2 separate regions of the Gossypium hirsutum genome follow, and region 1 is linked to region 2. A link is a contact called in public Hi-C data. All regions are on one chromosome and are shown on one strand. The core of a region is the stretch at or near the end of the contact, and the rest is flanking DNA. Distances in the headings are between cores, read along the strand shown. Region 1 holds the start of LOC107919524 (monothiol glutaredoxin-S2). Region 2 holds the start of LOC107896736 (alpha-soluble NSF attachment protein).

Region 1 (6,068 bases), core at 1,490-3,989, 400 kb after region 2:
TTAATTATTAATATGGCAATCCATGTGTATGGCCATTAGAAAATTTTAATAGTCATTAATTTTTTCATCCATTTTGGTTTGATTTGACAAAAAAGATAAGTTTAAGAGCTAAAAGAGGTAAAAAAAATTAAATGGAGGAGTAAAATGATTCTTTTATAAGTTGAAAGATCAAATAAGTCATGATGCCAATAATTTTCTAAGTACATATATGTAAGTAAAACAAGTGAGTCAATTAATTTTAAAATCAGTTTTTAAGGAAAAATTTAGTAGAGAGAAATCTAAATATTAGGTGCAAAAATTAGGCTACAAAACATATGTGTAATAAAACTAAAACCATTGTTTGTAGGAGATTAAAAATAATGGGTTGTCTCTTTTAGAAATCCTGTAAACGTGGAAACCGAAGCAAGTAGACTACCTTATGAATCGGGTTTCATTTATTTCACTTAAATTTAATTTTCAAACTCATTTTCGATGGAAATTTATACATAAAACAGAAAGAAGAGAATTCAGATGAAATAAAGGACCCCAAAAAATATGACTCTTGACCTTCCAATTGGGTCGCTATTATGAGACTGTTCCTTTATATCCAAAGTTTGTATATTATGTAGTATATCTATATATGTTTCTTTAGGTCATGGTGAAGAATATTTCCTTCACATCAAAAAAAAAAAAAAGTATACATGTTTGTGTGAAATACGTATTCCTTCGCATTATAATAAAAACAACTAAGATTCCAATGAAAAATAAAGTGAAGGACTTCTTTTGACGACGACGATGATGATGATGGGATTTTTCTAGAATATTTAGAAATTAAATTTATTTATTTATTTATTGATGAAGAAGCCCATGAATTATTTTTAATTTTCGATCAATGAGACAATTCTATTCAGTTGATTTGATCTCATCATCTTGAGATTTTGTTCCATATACTTGAAATTTTATTTTATTTTATTTCAAAATATTATTACTACTTAATTGAAAAAAAATAAAAGTATATGTTTAAAAAATAATTTTATAAAAAAGTATACATGTTGGAAAAAAAAAAAAGCTGTGTGCTGTTGAAAGAGGTGACTGAGGCTCAAAAATCTCTTTCACAAAAAGGAGTTTTTTATTATTGTGGAATATATTTAAAATTTATCTTCAAACTCAATTTGAATCAAAATCTCAATATGCAATCTCATTTGATTACTTAATTTGGAATTGAAATGTCATTGTGGTTGTAAAAAGAAAAAAGAAAAAAAAAGGTTCCCATTGGATAAATCCAACTCATTAGATGCCTCCATGAAAGGAACTACTCCAAATAGTGTATATAGATTTTAAAGAGTTTCTAACTTTTTTTCAAAGAAGGAATAAAGATTATTTAGCAATTAAAAAGTAAATGAAATAAACAATTAGGAGGATTAATACACACAAAATAAATTATCAAGAGAAAAGACATATTAAGAGAGTCGAAGTTGTAAACTACTCTCCATACAAGTTAAAGCTTCACCACACTTGTTCCCTTCACAAAAGATATGTAGCAATGAGCTAGAACTCATAGAATGGAGAAGCGTCTTGCACTTATCAATCAAATGAGATAATAAGTCAGATTTAGATGGTGATTTCATAAAAATGTAGCATTGACTTCTATTTCAAGATTGTTAATGTTAAGTTGTCGAGCTAAACTCAGGGTCCATAGCTCAATCTCTACGCTAATAGCTCTAGGGATGTGACGAAAAGAGCCAATCACCTAACTACCTTGATAATCACGGATAACAACACCAACACTAACTTTACTCGAATTCCCTATAAATGAACCCTCAGTATTCAACTTTAGTGATCTAACTCAAACTTTCCCATAAATATTTCCAATAAATTTATAAAGTTCTTGTCGAATTAAAAAGTTATTCGGATTATGATTTCATCCGTTATCAAATATTAAAAGATTGGTCACAATCAAAATATGATAAATTGGATATATATATAATATTAATCTAAAATGTTAATGTATTGTTACTAAGAGAATAATTTAGTTTTTGATATAGAGAGAAAAGGTTAAGGTTTTGAAGATAAATGAAAATTAAATCTAAAATTGAAAAAAAAAGGTAAAAGTATTATAGAGGCCATTGTACTGAGAGTAAGATTATATTTTGTCTCTCTATTAAAAAAGGTGTAAATTAGTTCATGTACATTAGATTAAATAGTAAATTAATTTTTTCTATTAAAAAGTTCATCTATTTTTACTATTAAAAATTAATGTGTTTAACAAAATAACCAGAGTGTGACATATAGCGTGCCACATATATATCATGTTGATGTACGTGTACAGGGACCAGTGTTAATTGTAAAAATAGATGAATTTTTTTTTAGCAAAAGGACTTCTTCTCTATTTAATCTAACTGTATAAGGACTAATTTACTCATTTTTTAGTAGAATAGATAAAATGCAATCTGACTTCTATTATATAAATATTTCCATAGTAATTTTTTACCAAGAAAAATATGAATAAAACGATGAAAGTTGGTAAAAATTATAACGTTTCACCGTACAAAGGACACCAATTCCGTATGCAAAGAAAGATTCGTGATGCTGCTCTATCCTTCTTTTTTGTTCAGCATTTGATCGCTTTATTTTATGATCTAATCGAACAATTTTCTGATGCTTTCCTTTTATTTTTTCATTTTCATTTCCAACAAAAAAGGGAAACTTGCTTTCTTGCCGACTAAACACCACCAGATTCCTCAAAAACCCTATATAAACCAGTGGGTGTTGAGCATTCAAAGCACTTCACAATCTCAACAACAGCTATACATTTAGCCTCTCACTTGCAAAACCCGTCCTAACTTTTGGCATTGTTTTCCGCATAGTATATCAAATGGAGAGAGTGACAAAGTTGGCATCCGAGAAGCCAGTGGTGATCTTCAGCAAGAGTTCGTGTTGCATGTCCCACACCATCAAAACCCTTTTCTACGACTTTGGTGTCAACCCTGCGGTTCACGAACTCGATGAGATTTCTAGAGGACGTGAAATCGAACAAACTCTTTCGAGGCTCGGTTGCAACCCTTCTGTTCCAGCCGTCTTCATTGGTGGAGAATTCGTTGGTGGAGCTAATGAGGTCATGAGTCTTCATCTTAATCGAGCCTTAATTCCAATGCTTAGAAGAGTAGGGGCACTTTGGGTTTAATTCAAAAATTAATCCACTAACTTGCATGCCAAGGCACTAATAAAATTGTGATTATTATATATTATTATATATAATCACATAAATTAGATCCATGAGAGTGTAGATTTCAGGTCTAATTAACAGTGAGCACTACTAATTAACGAGTTCTCTTAGTGAGTGGGTATGTTATCTTTTTGGTAATGTACTAATTATGTTTTTGAGTAATAAAAGTTGCGATTTACATTTACATTAATCTTTTTTTTTTCTAACAAACGGTAAAGAATCCTTTGAAAATTGAGAGAATTTTAAAAAATATATTAAATTTAAAAAATTGACTTGAAAAAAATTAGATTAATTTAAATATAGATTAGACTTGGATTAAAATAATCAAGGCTCGAGTCTAGCCCAACTCATTTTTCTAACTTTGTAATATATACTACTTTAATATAAACATTTAAAAAATGTTATGATATCTATATATAAAATTTTATAAATAAAAAAATAAAAAATACTAAATACTAAATTAAAAACAATATAAATATATTTTTTAAAGTTAAAAATAATGAATAAATTTGGATTAACAATTTATTATATAAGTAGACTTGAAAAAATTTTAAGTTCACAAATATAAAATAAAGAGCATTAATATTTGTAGCGAAAATTTGTGAAAATAATACTTGGGAGTTGCTACCATGCATATAAATGGGCATTTCGAAAAAGATAAATGGATTTGGGTTGCAAAATTTTTGGAGTAAATGGGCCAGGATTGATAATGTATTGTTGTAAAGTATAGAGAGAAGATGGTACAGTGTGATGAAAAGTTATAGCAGGCAGAGGCAGTGATGGCAGCGGCACGCAATTCCCGAGAGAGATGGATCCTTTGTAATGGAGCCCACTGCCGCTCGCCATTAAATGCCTCGAGGCTCGACCATCAAAGCTTTACACTAAACAACAAAACTACACGTATTTTTTTAACATGGTCTCGTTATTTTTGCCATCTTTTTTGACACAGAAACTTATTCAAATTTCCCATGTTATTTCTCACTCTTCCTTAGTCACCCGCATGGAAATAGTAAAAACTGGAAAAGAAAATGGGTGGTTGGAATGAAAGTAAGTTCTTTTGTTTCCATTTTAATTGTAATTTAAGTTTTTATTACATAGTTTTAGTTTTCTTTGTATTAAGCTAAGTAGCTAGCTACCACTATTATCTGTAGGTTGTTAGAGGGACCTTCCAAAGCAAATCTTGGCAAAGGATCTCATAAATCAAACAAAACACAACAGGACAAGACGACCCGGTACTTTGTCTTTCTCTCTCTATCATCACTATTTGCAGAAGTACAGTTCACTTCTTCAATGTGCACCTTCTTAGTGTTCTTTCACACTCCCAAGCTAATGCTTCAACTACTTTCTTCCTCATCTACCTTCATTTCCTCAATGGCCAATTAATTTTATTTCATTTTCCTTTTTTTTATTCTCAAACAGCTCAAGTCCAAGTTTAAAGGTCAAACCTTTTTGTCTCTGGTTTAACATATGACCCGATTGTACTTTGTTTTTATTTGAAAAAAAAATAAAAAAACAGAACTTTGATAAAGGAAGTGTTAGGCTTTTTTGTTGTTTTACGCTGTTTCCTTGATGATAATGTAGCTTCATTTTTTGTGGAAATTTTAGGGCTTTATTTCCTGGTTTTTGATTGAAAGAGTTTTGCTTTGCTTTGGTGAAAATGTTTAGCTTTTCTCGTAGACGCATGAAGCTTGGCAGGTCAGTTTCTTCTTCCCATATATATCATTTTCTATTTTTTATTAAAATTTATGTTCTTTTTACCTTTATGTCAATAAAGAAACTTGGTGGATAAAGGATGCAAACTTGATTAAATATTTCCCCAAATCCCACATCTTTTGTTTTCATGAAGAAGACCTCTTGTTGCTGAACATTGTTCACTTATTTTTAGTATATTTTTGTGTTGATTTAGAGTGAAGAAAGTACAGCTTTCAGAGTCCGCCAATGGAATTAAAAGTCCTACGAGACCGCCCAAACAAAGCAACAATTCAAATGTGAGGCTTTTGACATGTTTGAATTTCTGTTTTGTAACAGTCGGCATGTGTATAATATATTACTCGGTCTCGGTGTGTTGGATATGGCTATGCATACATTATCGTATGGTTAGATTTTTCTATGTTTTTTCATATATTTGGAGTTCATCTCCCCATGCCTCCAATATGAGTACTTAAAGAAAATGAAGAGTCCAAGGAACATAGCGTGTATAAGTTGCTAAAGCCTTCAAATGTGTTTCAGGTTGAGTCTGCTATGCTTGCTGTTAATCATTCTGATGAACTTGAATCCCACTGTCCTCCTGCCCCTGTTATTAATTCATCAGGGAACTCCGAGAATTGGATGGTATTGTCAGTTGCTGGAGAAACGCCTGTGCCACGCTTTAATGTAATATATATATATGTATATCGATGTTTTCCATTTGTCTGATTGCTTCATATCTTAGGGTTAATGACTTAATTCAAATTTTGTATATCGGATATGACGGAAATGCTGAAATATTTTTGTGTTCCTTGAGTAGCATGCTGCCACTGTTGTCGGGAACAAGATGATAGTGGTTGGTGGTGAATCTGCAAACGGATTGTTAGATGATGTGCAGGTTCTTAATTTCGACACTTTTTCTTGGACCATGGCATCATCGAAGCTTTACTTGTCGCCAAGCAATCTTCCACTTAAGATTCCTTCATGCAAGGGCCATAGTCTGGTACAATCATATGCGGTGCATTAGGTTTTTCCATTATGTTGCATTCTCTTTGCTTTGCATACTATATAAACTAGCCAAACTGTTGTTCATCTATGCTTGTTAGCTATGATATTAAGTGACCCTGTGTACTGCCACCTCCGTGTCTGCTATTTAGACTTGATTTCAATCTTATTC
Region 2 (5,591 bases), core at 196-2,695:
AAATTTAGGCAAGTTATGAATCCTTCTAAATACCTTAAAAATTATGTATTTTCTTCATGCTGAATGTGCAAATGCAATGAAGAAATGTGGAGATCAAGCCAAGGAAAACTTAAATATGAAATTAGAAATTAGAAATATATATATATATAGAGTAGCTATTTTCATGTTTTTTCCATTTTTAGATATTATATTTAATTTAAAATAAGACAAAGGCGTATTACATATTGTACCTTCTTCTTTTTTTTTATTCTTTTGTGTTTGAAATATCAACAATTTGTTTCAATTTTCTTTTTAGACTTTCTCATGTTATTCCTTTTTAGATGCTTTAAATATTAAATCACTATTTCACTTTCAAATTTAATTTTTTTATGCACTATTTATGATTTGGGGACCTAAAATTCAAATGAGGTTCAAATCTCTTACCCATGACCCAGTAAGGCCCTGTCAGTAAGATGCGTGCAGGTCTCGTAGAAGGAGTTTATTAGGGGAGCTCGCCACTACGTGCAGGTCTCATAGAGAAAGTTCGCCAAGAGAGCTCGCAAAGATGGTTCGCAGTCCCAATTCACATATGCTAAGGAGTTCGCAGGAGAGGGCCACAAAGTGTAGTTGGCAGAAATAGTAGTACATGTGTTTAACATGTCTTGAATCCGCTCAGAACATCAATTTTATAAATAGTAACATATTTAAGTACTCGATTGTTTTCTTCAATTAAACATGACAAAAAATTACTGAGCAACTTTATAAACCATTGATATAAATTATTTGTATACAAACTTAAATGTATTATTATGCCTTCCATTAACCATTGTTTTATTCACTGTACAATCTTGGTCAAATGTAACATCTATTCGAGAAATTATTCCTACCGGAGAAGAGAGAAAAACTATTTTTGATTTAGAGATTCTAATTGTAATTTTACAACAAGAATCATAAGTTTGCAGTGGAAATGACAGAAAAAAAGAAGCAATATTGAATTAATTTAGTATACCTCAATTTTTACAATAATGATCTTTTCGTATATTTTATTTACGTTGTGTTTTATTTTATTAGAATAAAATTGTTCCTTTTTTCTTAATTTAAAAAGAAAAAAACATTTTCCATTTGATTTATAATATTAAATTAAATAAAGTAATCATTTTTCACAATTATTATTTTATTAGAATTTATAAATCCAATATATATATTAATTCTAAATATAACTACTGGAAAAAACTATGGGTCACATAGTATTGAAACTACATTTAATTTTTTTTAAATAACTAATTTATTTAATTGTAGAAATGCATGATTGATATTAAATAACATCTAAACAATTAACATATAATAATTTAACTAATTACAAACTACTACAAAAATTGGGAAAATGAGAAAACACATAACCTTATGTGATTTTTTACAAAATTAATTAATAATTAAAATGAAAGTGTTAAAATGAAAGTCAGGATGAACTTAGTAAAAATTTAATTTTGGTAACCTAGACTAAATAGTTTACACTTTAAATTATATATTTTCTATTTTGGTATTTAATTTTTTATTTGTGATAAAGTAATGAAAATGATAGTTGAAAGTGGGAAAAAAGTTTAGAAAAGTGAGAAAATGAGTTTTCAAGCTTTTTTCCCTTTTTATTTGCTTAGATCTTAAGACTCTCCGTTTTTCTGTTCATTTCTGATCAAACGAAGCAACATAAGAAAAAGGGAAATGGGAGATCAATTGGCGAGAGGAGAAGAATTCGAGCAAAAAGCAGAGAAAAAGTTAAGCGGGTGGGGTTTGTTTGGCTCCAAACATGAAGACGCCGCCGAGCTATTTGATAAAGCGGCCAATTGCTTCAAGCTCGCCAAATCATGTAATTTTTTGCAAAGCCTTTCTGTAACTTTTTTTTTTAAAAATCATGTTTGTTTTCTTAAGAAAATGATGGATTAAACTTTATCTAAGAAAATGGAATTTTCAAGATTTTCTGATTAGTTTTGCGATTCCGAAACTGTAATATAAAATTTATAGTTATTTCCTTTTAACAAAAGTTTTCTGTTTGTTTATTGAGAAAATGTTGGACGGAGAATGGTTGGAAAGAAATGAAATATTCGAGATCTTTTGATTAATGTCTCTATTTAGGCGACCGGAATTAGGATTTGGTCGCAATCGATGATATTTATATTATTATTCTTCGTAATTTTTATTTGTTAATTGTATTGTATTTATTGATTAACTCCGATTGCGTCATTGCTTTAGTTCAGTTCAGAAAACGTGAAAATTAAGGTTACTTTAAGATTGGAGTATTGATTAATTACTTTATAATTCAATTTAATTCCGATTGCGTCACTGTTTTGGTTCAGTTAGAAAATGTGAGAGTTTGGATTTCTTTAACATCGGATCATTTATTAATTACTTTATAATTCAATAGGTATTTGAAATGTGCTGAAACTGTATGCTTGGCTCTAATTCTTATCCTCTTTTATGTTTTTCTTTTCTCAAGGGGACAAAGCTGGATCAACTTATGTAAAGTTAGCAAATTGTAACTTGAAAGTAAGCCCTTCGGTTCAGTTCTTAGTAATTAACTGTTATTTAAGATTTAGTTTAACTCCTTTGTTTTACATATCTATAGCTAGAAAGCAAACATGAAGCTGCTCAAGCTTATGTTGATGCTGCTCATTGCTATAAGAAGACAAATGTAAAGGGTGAGTCTGGAGTGCATGGTTTGATCTAAAAGTTCTGGAATTTTGACTTGATTAATCTGTGACTCAATTTTGTTCCTATGCAGAGGCTATATCCTGCCTGAAAGAGGCAGTGAACATGTTTTGTGATATTGGAAGGCTCAGCATGGCTGCCAAGTATTATAAGGTGTTTTTTATCCATTAATATGCGAGTCTTTCAAGGGAAAAAGGAGTTTGTCATTCATTGTAATTGTTTATGTATATGTGGTTGCCTTTCATTTTGGTTGGGTTCATAATTTTTTCCTAATTGTTCATTAGCAATGTTGCCACTAGAGTTAAAGCTCCCAAGCATCTGTGCTTCTCATAAGTCTCGTTTAGCATTCTTGTTGGTACAACTTATAATGCCAGAAGTTATGTTTCACTGCAAATTTGATGCTAAATGGTAAAAAGTTTAGGCTTCTGTGTTTTAAATCTTGGTTTGACAATGCAAACTAACATGCTAAGAAAAATGAAGCTTTTTTGGTTTGGAAGCTGGATTTCGAATAAATTGATTATTATCTTTACATCTCTAAACCCATATTATTTTAAGCATATTTGTTTTTGACATTTTGATTCCTTACAACACTTTTTCATTGCAATAGTGAACACTTGGTAGTTTCTAAATCATAATGTTTCACCACATGTTTTAACACCTTTTCCAACACATGGTTTTATAATCTAAGGTTTTTTTCCCCCACAGTGAAATTAAACTAGCCCGTAGTATCGTTGAACATACATAACCATAACTTTTCATGATGTTATTTACTGTTATTCATAGACATGGGTGCTTCTTTTATGTGCAGGAAATTGCTGAATTATATGAGTCTGAACAGAACACTGAGCAGGCCATTGATTATTATGAAAAGGCAGCTGATTTCTTCCAAAATGAAGATATATCAACCTCTGCCAACCAATGTAAGCAGAAAGTTGCACAATTTGCTGCTCAGATAGAACAGTAAGCATGTTCAACTTCTTGTAGACACTGTTCTTGCAAGTTTTAGTCTTCTACCGTTGTCAATGGTTTGTAATCATTGATGGTGTTTTAATTTGCTAAGGGCTAGATTAGCATTGTTATTGAAAAATGCTTTTAAAAGTGCTGTGGAAAGTTAAAATATCCATTTTAGACACGGTATTATAAAGTAAAAAATAAGTTAATTCAAATTCCTTAATTATACATGAAATATTAATTTTACATACTTTTAAGCTATTATTATAAATTGTTTGTAAAATCTAATTTGAATATGTAAATTATATTTTAGATATTAAAATCACATATAATCATAATTCTTGTTAATAAAAATTTCACGGAATTATTGACTTAAATGTAAAATATCCTTATTTCCATATATATTATTATTACTACCACGATGCCATGTTTTCATTATTTTGGTACTAACAAATGTTCAATTTAGTATATAGTACAAATAGAAGAAAATTATGGTACCTCATTGTTAATATTATGACATACGAAATATAAATTTTAGATACTTTTTAAGTAATTAACTTAAATTGTTTATAAAATTTAATTTGAATAAACAAGTTTTATTTAGAACTTATAGTTAATATAAATGAGGGACAAATTTATATTTTGACACCTAAATTTGCTTTTGAAAAGCCAAAACTTAGAAAAAAAAAAATTTGGCTTAGCTTGAAAAGCTATTTGTTTAGTATTGCTTTTAACTTGAAAAGCTGGTTTGGGTTGAAAAGTGCTTTTTAGCTTCAATGCCAAAGACATCCTAAGACAGTTGCATAAATACAGAATGACAATTTTCTTAACAGCTCTGCTTATGATATTTCTCCAGATACCAGAAAGCTGTTGAGATCTATGAAGATATAGCACGACAGTCACTTTCCAATAACTTGCTGAAGTATGGAGCTAAAGGACATCTTCTAAATGCTGGCATTTGTCAACTGTGCAAAGGTGATGTTGCAATCACCAATGCATTAGAGCGGTATCAGGTTGAATTTTGGCCCTTTAGAAATGATAAAACCTTAACCTTTTAAACTTAGTTTGGTTATATTAAACTTATGTATTTTATGCATTTCATTTCTTCAGGAACTGGATCCAACTTTTTCTGGAACACGAGAATATAAATTTTTAGCTGTAAGTTATCCCAAAGAAATGCTTATTTCAGTTTATAATTTGTTTTTGGATCACAAAAATGTGATTCTGTTCTGTTCTTTTGCTGCTTAAATATGATTGATCAGTGGTAGCATGTTTTACCGGTTGTTTTATTTTTCCTCTTATCAACCTTAATGTGCATTGACTAATGATATATCCTATCACTGCCTTACCTCTGGACAAAAAAATTCTTAAGTGTATTATATAATTCATTTTCTTTAAATGATAATAATTTTTCAGAATCTAGTTATTACTCCAAAATAGAGGTCTTACAATACTGAGCTTCTGCTTTTTGTGACAGGACATTGCTTCTTCCATTGATGAGGAAGATGTCACGAAGTTTACAGATGTTGTCAAGGAATTTGACAGCATGTCTCCATTGGTATGTCAATTTCCATTTCAAATGTTTCTTGGATGAACTAGTGGACTGGAGGTCAAATGAATTAGACCTTCAGTGGTGACTGAACTGGTTGAACTTGCTTGTTCGCTTAAATGGGATTTTAAATATTTAAAAAAAATGATTTTAATGCTAAATGAACATTAAATATAGTAAATAATTAATAAAGATGTATATTTGACTTAGTGGTATTTTCTTTAATATCATCAAGGTTCAAATCTCATCATTTAAAAATGAAAATAAAAATATATTCTAAACTAGTTCTCTACCGTTTTCTTTTGCTTGATTTTTACCTGTTGAACTTTCTTTTTACTCTTTCAGCTAGTGAATGGTTTCATAATGTACTGGACCATTGGTTCTTGGTCCAACTGGTTCAACAGGCTGG

The links. Hi-C and Micro-C count contacts between places; a contact is called where the count stands out from the background.
Region 1: a Hi-C map of leaf shows a contact between it and region 2, with 2.8 times the contacts expected there. The contact joins the promoter of LOC107919524 here to the promoter of LOC107896736 in region 2. A contact is called at or near these places in 2 of 34 Hi-C or Micro-C datasets (hypocotyl and leaf).

The regions. Positions count from the first base shown.
Region 1 is chrA10:94,163,335-94,169,402 of Gossypium_hirsutum_v2.1, forward strand. It overlaps LOC107919524 (monothiol glutaredoxin-S2), which reads left to right and starts at 2,740. Exons shown (of 1, transcript XM_016848972.2): 1 at 2,740-3,389. The coding sequence starts at 2,855. The coding sequence ends at 3,163. It overlaps LOC107920523 (acyl-CoA-binding domain-containing protein 6), which reads left to right and starts at 3,843. Exons shown (of 17, transcript XM_016850270.2): 1 at 3,843-4,252; 2 at 4,357-4,437; 3 at 4,811-4,900; 4 at 5,112-5,193; 5 at 5,435-5,578; 6 at 5,712-5,894. The coding sequence starts at 4,863.
Region 2 is chrA10:93,762,874-93,768,464 of Gossypium_hirsutum_v2.1, forward strand. It overlaps LOC107896736 (alpha-soluble NSF attachment protein), which reads left to right and starts at 1,446. Exons shown (of 9, transcript XM_016822001.2): 1 at 1,446-1,843; 2 at 2,471-2,520; 3 at 2,600-2,672; 4 at 2,756-2,835; 5 at 3,491-3,642; 6 at 4,490-4,646; 7 at 4,744-4,791; 8 at 5,111-5,191. The coding sequence starts at 1,699.